2 separate regions of the Mus musculus genome follow, and region 1 is linked to region 2. Evidence: chromatin contacts called from public Micro-C data. All regions are on one chromosome and are shown on one strand. Each heading gives the region's core, a stretch centred on a gene start, on an enhancer-like site or on the middle of the called end of the contact. The rest is flanking DNA. Distances are from core to core; before and after follow the strand shown.

What was found. A called contact is a pair of places that touch in the nucleus more often than the background predicts.
Region 1: a contact with region 2 is called in a Micro-C map of embryonic stem cells, with 13 times the contacts expected there. The contact joins the enhancer-like site here to the promoter of Foxc1 in region 2. A contact is called at or near these places in 4 of 484 Hi-C or Micro-C datasets (LSK cells, cardiomyocytes, cerebellum and 1 more).

Annotation. Positions count from the first base shown.
Region 1 is chr13:40,715,488-40,719,628 of GRCm38.p6, reverse strand. Tfap2a (transcription factor AP-2, alpha) reads left to right here. Exons shown (of 7, transcript NM_011547.5): 6 at 296-437; 7 at 2,226-4,141. The coding sequence ends at 2,514. Among named protein-coding and RNA genes, the nearest start is that of Gm26688, 10 kb to the left of the region's middle. Within about 2 kb of position 2,073, at least 15 of the 459 cell types and tissues checked have an H3K27ac peak or open chromatin away from gene starts, as enhancers often do. A contact at or near this core is called in embryonic stem cells, where this site is marked.
Region 2 is chr13:31,803,844-31,808,047 of GRCm38.p6, reverse strand. Foxc1 (forkhead box C1) reads right to left here and starts at 1,402. Exons shown (of 1, transcript NM_008592.2): 1 at 1-1,402. The coding sequence starts at 840.

The sequences.
Region 1 (4,141 bases), core at 824-3,323, 8.9 Mb before region 2:
GGCAGCCATTTTCAAACAGAAGTCGAGGAAACTGCAGTCGGGGATGGGGGTGGGGGTGGGGATGGGCGAGATTAACATTTTCAAACCCTCTTGGCCTTGTAAGCCAGCTAGGCACTGCTGAGTTTGCTCTCTGGATCGCACAGAGAAGAAGAAAAGTCTAAAGAAAGGAAACAAGTGGTTTCTGTTCCTTCCAACTTTTGGTGAAGAAAGTTTAGGGAGTTGGGTGTGGAGGGGAAACTTTGATCCCAAGTCCGTGGTTCTCTGGCCCTCACTTCCCTCCTCCACCTCTTGCCAGGAGAAGCCGTCCACCTAGCCAGGGACTTTGGGTACGTGTGCGAAACTGAATTTCCTGCCAAAGCAGTAGCAGAATTTCTCAACCGACAACATTCCGATCCCAATGAGCAAGTGGCAAGAAAAAACATGCTCCTGGCCACAAAGTAAGGCATTTACCTCTGCAGGGTCTGGGCTGTTCACTGTCAAAAGAAACAGAAATTAGCTCCTGCTCCCCCCACCCCCCACCCCCATCTTCCTTTCTTGTTGATCGGCTTTGCTGTGAATACTGAAATCAGGGCACCAGTGTCGAAGTGAGCGCAGTCTGTGTCACAAAGGAACCAGAGTGGGATTGTCCCTGTGTTTTCTGTGTTCTTCCTAAAGTCTGTCTCTTTCTGTGTTGACTTTTAAATGAATGTGGATGTGTGTGGTTTGCAGCCGGGGGTTTCACTGAAAGAGTATGGATTTGTGTTGCTTCAGAAAAAGTCAGAATCAAATCCTCACAGGGCTACCAACTAGGCTTGCCTGGGTTTTCTCTCTATCACTGTGTTCTGAAAGGCAGAGGCTAACTCGGCCTACAAAATGTGCCGTCCAGCAACAGCTCTACTCTTACCTCTAATCCCAGTTTCTATCCTCTCTCTCTCTTACACACACACACACACACACACACACACACACAGAGAGAGAGAGAGAGAGAGAGAGAGAGAGAGAGACTCAGAGACAGAGTTACATAGTTATACTATACTATGTATACTATGTAACTCTGTAAGTTTTAGTTAACTGGCAAGCTATCATCTCAGGGTTTCAAGATGGCCCAAGTTATATTCCCAAAGTGCCTGGGCTGAATTGACTTCTCTAGGTTGAAAAGAAAAATGACTGTCTTGATATGTTTGCTGGAAATTAAAAGGCTTGTTTAGAAGTCCTCAATTATCAAAAGCTGGTGTCACCGAAGGGCACCGCAGCAGAGAGTTAAGAGGCAGAGAGAGGCCTTGTGTGGGACAGTTTCTGGCCTAGTGATAGGCTTATACACACACACACACACACACACACACACACACACACACACACACACACACCCTCCCTCCATGGGCTGTAGCAACCTCAGGAAGGCCTCTGCTACTGCTGGCTTCCAGGACCAGACAAACTTCCTGTGTGCTGAGGTAGCTCTCTCTATGGCTCCCCACTTTAGTCTTAGAGACAGTCTGTCACTGACCCCAGAGCTCACTATTTGGACTAAAATGGCTGCCCAGCAAATCAGAGAGATCCCACTATCTCTCTGATCCAGCGCTGGGGTTAAAGACATAAGCCTCCAAGCTAGATTCTTACATAAATTCTGAGCATCCAAAGGCAGATCCTTGTGTGTGTGTGTGTGTGTGTGTGTGTGTGTGTGTGTGTGTGGTGTGGTCAAGTGTGAGTTCTCTCCCCGGGGCCTGCTGTTGTTTTGAAAAAGCAAAGTTTGCCTTTCTGCCTAAATTCAAGTCTCATCTGGTTTGAAGGTGAATGAGAGGAGACCCCATTCCACCAGCTTTTATTGTGGTTCCTTTAGGGATGTGGGGAGCAGGCTCTGGTGATATTTTGAAGAACAAGCCTGGCATTTCTAGAATACTGAAGAGGGATACTTGTGTTTTTCACTTCCGGTGTAACTTTTCTTTGCCTGTGAAATGCTTTCCTGTGTTCAGGGTGTTTGCTGTGAGAAAGGTGTAGGCAGAAGTTTGTCAGGGCTGAGGGTTGGAGGTGGGGAGAGAAGGGGAGGTCTTTTTGAAGTAGGAAGGGTATTCATTTAAGGGAGGAGTGTTGGTTTAGAAGTGACAGGCTTTGTTATTCTGAGTGACTGGCCTTGAGTCCTGAGTGGGGGAAGGTGGGCTGGATGGCTGAGGTAACTTCAGGGAGCGATGGTTTCTCACTACCACTAAGGCCTGATGGGAGCTTTCACTTCTGTCTCTGTTCCACTGCAGACAGATCTGCAAAGAGTTCACTGACCTGCTGGCTCAGGACCGATCTCCCCTGGGGAACTCGCGGCCCAATCCTATCCTGGAGCCTGGCATCCAGAGTTGCTTGACCCACTTCAACCTCATCTCCCATGGCTTCGGCAGCCCGGCGGTGTGTGCAGCGGTTACGGCCCTGCAGAACTATCTCACCGAGGCCCTCAAGGCCATGGACAAAATGTACCTCAGCAACAACCCCAACAGCCACACGGACAACAGCGCCAAAAGCAGTGACAAAGAAGAGAAACACAGAAAGTGAGGCTCTCCTCCCGCCCCGCCCCCGCCCGCCTCACCGGCCCGCGTCCCCCCACTCGCCCCTCCCCCACCCGGCAGGTGACAGCTCCGGGACCAGCCACTCCTACTGCTGCTGCTACTCTGCGTTGCCGCGCCGCCCTTCGTCCCCGGAGTCCTCCGGATTGCTCTCTCGACTGCCAGTGGGGCAGCCGCTGCCTACTCAGCGCCTTGCCTCAACTTCCCCATCAGTACCAACACCCCCTTTACCCTCGTGTGGAGCCTAAGAGAACAGAACAGGTCGTGAAGCCAGCAAAGAAAAGTTCTGTCGCGTTTGTGAACCTTTTTTTTTTTTAATCAAATCGACAACAAACATTAAAACTTTTTTTTTTTAAAAAGGACGTTAAAAAATTTAAAAAGTATATGAGCTTCATGGGACTAACTCATCGCCTTCCCTTGCGTACTTCAGATTGTAGCCATACTTTTAAAAAAAAAGGCAAAGAGGATAATGACATTTTTTATCAGTATTGTGAATAAACTTGAACACAAATACAGAAGTTCTATGTCCTGTCTTCAGTTGTAGAAGTTGTCTTCTGCAAGGTACAACCACCCACTTGAACTTCCTCTGATGACACAATCCACAATTCTATAAGGGAATCAGTGTTCACGTCTCTGTATATATTTATTTATGTGTAATTTAATGGGATTTGTAAATATGGTGAGTCTGTTTTAAACCTTTTTTTATTTATCTGGTGATCTCGTTTACCTCCTGTTTAGTGGGCTTTGGATCCTCCCTGTTAGTTCTTCATGTGGTTTTACTTAGAAATCCAAGGTTTGGGTAAGACTCCCCCTCCCCACCCCTTTTCTCCAATTCATGGATTTAGCCCCGTGGTAGCATGTTAAACGATTATAATGAAACAGCTGAACAAAAACATTTTTAAGGTAAAATAAAAATTTATATATAATTAGTATTACATTTAGCTTTTCATTGAACTGACAGGAAAAAAATCAGTGATATTGGGAGATTGGAAAAAAATTTCTTAAACTGGAGTGATTTGATAATCCTTCTATGGTATCATGGGGAGAAAAATAAAGTTTATTTGAGTTCACTGTCCTCCCTTAAAAGCATCCTTCGAGCAATAAATGAATATTGTCTTTAAACCAAGGGTTAGGGATTTCTCTTCTCTTCTCTTCTCTTCTCTTCTCTTCTCTTCTCTTCTCTTCTCTTCTCTTCTCTCTCTCTCTCTCTCTCTCTCTCTGCCTTTCTCTCTCTCTTTCTCTGTCTCTCTCTCTCTGCCTCTCTTTGTTCATCTTTAAACATTTGGGACCACCTGGGCTTCCTTGTCTTCGCTGGCCACATTGGAAGCAGTCCTAGCTGCACTGTGTTGAGTTGCTCTGGCAGGAGCCTCTATGCCTGTCAATGTATCATAGTCCTTTGTTGCCCAGATAAATAAATATTTGATACGCTTTATGTCGATTTTTTTTTTTATTCAGTGGCTGTCTTTACCCAGGCGTATTTTTGTTCTTGGCAGTATTTTTTATTCAGTATGGTTACAGTAATTGAGTTTAACTCTCCCTTGGCAATTGCTCTTTGCAATAAGCAGCTGAACCCATTGCTTCCCTCAAGTATAATAAAAACTTACTTTCAACTTGGA
Region 2 (4,204 bases), core at 153-2,652:
CGGCAGGCTGCCCGGGGGGCTGCTCCCGCTCGACAAGCTGCTGCTGCTGCTGTCGGGGCTCTCGATTTTGGGCACTGTGGCGGCGCTGCCGCTGCCTAGGGCGGCAGCCGGGGACAGGGGCTGGGGAGGCGAGGGACACGTACCGTTCTCCGTCTTGATGTCCTGGATGCGCACGGGCGGCGGCTGTGGCCCGGGAGCGGAGCCCTCGGCCTGCTCCGGGGGCGCGGGCGCGGGCTGGCGGCCGGCCTGCGGCGGTGGCGGTTCTTGGAGGTGCAGCCGGCCCTTCTCCTCCTTGTCCTTCACTGCGTCCTTCTTCTTGAAGCGCCGCCGCCGCCGCAGGAAGCTGCCGTTCTCGAACATGTTGTAGGAGTCCGGGTCGAGCGTCCAGTAGCTGCCCTTGCCTGGCTTCTTGTCGTCGCGGGGCACCTTGACGAAGCACTCGTTGAGCGAGAGGTTGTGCCGTATGCTGTTCTGCCAGCCCTGCTTATTGTCCCGATAGAAGGGGAAGCGGTCCATGATGAACTGGTAGATGCCATTCAGAGTGATCTTCTTGTCCGGGGCATTCTGGATGGCCATGGTGATAAGAGCGATGTAGCTGTAGGGCGGCTTCACCATGTCCTTGGGCTGCGGCTGCGGCGTATAAGGCCCGTAGGCGCGCGCCATGCTGCCCGGGTACTGCTCGGCGTGAGCAGGGTGCGAGTACACGCTCATAGGGGCCGGCATGGCGGTGTAGCCGCCCCCGGCCGCCGCCGCGGCAGCGCGATAGTAGCTCTGCTCGCCGCCGAGGTAGGGCACCACTCCCAGGGAGTTGGGGCTGGACACCGAGTAGCGCGCCTGCATGGCCCCGGCTCGCCGCCGCCAGGCGCAGCCCGCCGCCCCCCACCCTCGCTCGGGCCGGGCCGCGCCGCACCGGCCGCCGAGTCCGAGTCCGGGCCGCGCCGAGCTACCGCGGGCCCCTCCGCGCTGCGTCTGTCCCGGCCGCGGCCGCCTCCTTGCGCCCTGGGCCGCTCGGCCTCTCCCTGCGCTCGCCTGGCGCCTCGCAGCCCACTCAGTTCCCGCGCGGGCGGCGAGGGAGGGTCGCTGCACCCGGAGAGGGCCAGACCAGGACGCTGCAAGCCGCCTCGGAGGAACGTTCGGATCAACTTCCAGGCGCAGTCGGGGCAAAAAAAGAGACAAAAGTTAAAAAAAAATTAAAAAAAAAAAAAAACAAAAACAAATAAAAAAAATAAGGCGCCCTGCTCGCCACTGCCTGCGCCTTCCAGGAGACACTGCTCGGGGCTGCTGGCTAAGGCGGCCAAATAACCAGGGGCGGGGGCAGCGCGCCGGCCGCCTTCCCGGGCCCCCGCGTCACCTTTTCTCAGTCTCTTGCGCCGGCCGCTTAAGGAAGCATTGGGAAAACTTCTGAACTTTTGAGCATCCGTCACCCAGGCGAGGACTTTTTTACGCAGTTACATTTTTTTCCGGGCAGGGGAGCCCCGCCCCACTACGGAGGCGGCAGCCAATGGGAGGCGAGAGACGCCTGTGAATGAGCCAGCGGCCGAGCTCTGCCGGCCCGCTCCTGGCGGCTGGAGGACCGCGGGGCTGACCACACGCGCGCCGGCTGCCCGGGCCCGGCGCCCGCGCCCCTGCCCGCAGCCCGCGCTCGGTCCTCCCACCGCACCCACCCACTCACTCCCAGACTCTGCGGTTCTCCCGGTCTGCGGACTTTCGGAGTCCTCACCGGCCCGGAGACCCTTCCTGCGTCCACTGTTCCCAGGCCTCCACGGAGCCCTCGAGTCACACAGGATCTGCCTCAGTCCTTACTCTACCGTGCTGTCTCCAGCGCCGGGAGTTTCTCCGTCCTTTCCAGCCCTCCGCCCATCCCTTGTCCTCTCCTTTCCGAATATCCCTCTCCCTGCTATCACCGGTCACACCAACATCACATTTGCTCTCCACAGGCAGGTTCTCCAGTCCGACTTTAGGTTACCAAGGCTGTTACAGCCGCCGGGGTTCCAGTGAGGAAGAAGATGGTATTTCGGTGCCTCGCCCCACTCCCTGCTAGCAGTAAGCGGAGGGGATAGAAACTTGGAACTTCAAACGTGTGTTAAGCTGATGGAATGTGTAGGCCACATTGAGGAGCACGGGGTTCACAGGCGTTCCAGGGCTTAAAAGAGCTAGAGAGTTCGGGCTAAGAGGACTCCAGAAGTTTCCTCGACAAACCATGCGTTGCCCCTCTGTCCTGACCAGTACATTTTGGCTCGTAGGGGCAGTTAAGTTCAAAAGAGCTCGGTGACATTAGTAGTTGTGGTGAAGCAGAGTCAGGTAAATATCCCCAAGAACTTAAGGCTTCCCCCAGCCACTCTCAGCCTCTACCCATTCCAGGGCAGCTGTCTCACAGAGTCTGAGTTGGAGGAAGTGTTCAGAATTGCACCTACAAGGCGGCTTAAAGATTTTGAAGAGATAAGCCCCGAATGATCCTAGATATTCCGTGATTAAACCTCAAGGCTGCAGCCTCTGGGTGACTAGAACAGGATGGGTAGAGATGGGGGTGGGGGGGCGGTATTGGAGGATCTGAGAGGATAGGCCTCCCTCTGACTGAAAAACAACCCTGTATTTCAGCAACTGGTCCAGAAAAAAAAAATCTGACAGAGTGGGCACCAGGTCGTTTGCTAGAAGATGGGTTTGAGAGAAACACTGTGAAAAAGTGTTTGTGAATATTTTTCACCTCGGTTCCTCCGATTTCTGGTAATCTTTAACGCTAGGACTTGCTGGGAGTCAAAAGGTTTACCGACTTGAACCTTCTTTCCCTCACTAACACACACACACCATCACCACCACCTCTCCCTTAGTAGATAAAGATGCTTATTTATGCAGTAGGCACAGCTCTGTTTTGCTTGAACATATGCTTATACGCACATACATACATAATACATACATGTGTGTAATTTCAAAATGGGCATTTATATCAAGGAAAGAAGACTCATGTTTCTAGAATTCACACACAAACACAACACTCTCTCTCTCTCTCTCTCTCTCTCTCTCTCTCTCTCTCTCTCTCTCTCTCAAAGGGAAGCAAGCAGTTTGCATCCTGGTCTAGCACAATGTGGGCTCACTTGATCCTCTATTCCCAGATGTTTGCAAGACTAAGGACACTGTTGGACTGGGAGAAGTACCAGAGTCAGCAGTTGTTCCTAAAGATTCTTGAATGTGGTGAGAGTATAAGCTACACGTCCTAAAATATAAATTCATGTCTCCTTCTAGCCCAGCACACCAATGGCCTCACCAGCTCCTGACGCTGTGGCTTTAAGTCCTGGGTCTGGCCCTAGCTGGAGTACAATTAGAAAGTGATCGTCCCCTACACCTTGGCATTTGGTTCTTAAGCTGTGTGTGCACAACCAGCTGTGTGGTAGGATGATCGCAGCTTTTAGCAACTTCGCAGCTTTTAGCAACTTGTTTGTTTTCTGATTGTGGGGTTTCCACATTCCAGCGGGCGGGGTTCTGTAAGAGACAATGTGTTGCGTGCCCTCCCCCAGTCCCCAATTGCTCCCCAACCCCCAGTCCTTAGAAGTGTAAACAGTTTGTTCTGTAAATAACAAATCAAACAGCAGTGGTGTTTTCTGTTGCCCTCCTGGCTTTGGATATAAAATTTGACATTGTGAAATTCGTATTTGGCACGCGGGGGGGTGGGGGGGGTGTTCAGTTTTACAAAGATCAACTTTCCATGGTTTGGCTCTGGATAATCGCCAGGAAAAGATATTTGCATTTGGTTTTTATATGCTTACTCGGAAGCAAGCCTCCAGTGAACGGTTTGATTGTATTTCAAGCGCTTGGTGTTTTATTGTTGTTACTGGCTGTTGTTTGAACGTGAAGATGCAGTCTTTGGGGGGTACAAGCTAAAGTTTTCATTTTTGTGTTGAAGTTTTGGATGCCCTCTTTCTGTTGTCCCCCGGGCAATCACTTTGCCGTCTCCCCGACAACCTGTGACTTGATTGGGAGAAATACCGCAGGACCCCTTGGGCATCTTTTTTGACACCTTGGGTACTTGCAGCTTGAAAGTCCCCGCAAGCGACAGCGGTAATGAATGTTTGGTGAACTGGTGGCTGAGGCGCAGCCGACCTTCGTTCCCCTCTCTGACCCTCCTGGAGAGGTTACAATTCCCCAGGCCCAAGGAAGGGATCTTAGCTTTGAGAAAGAGGTATGACGTCACGGTAACGGTTTAAAAAAA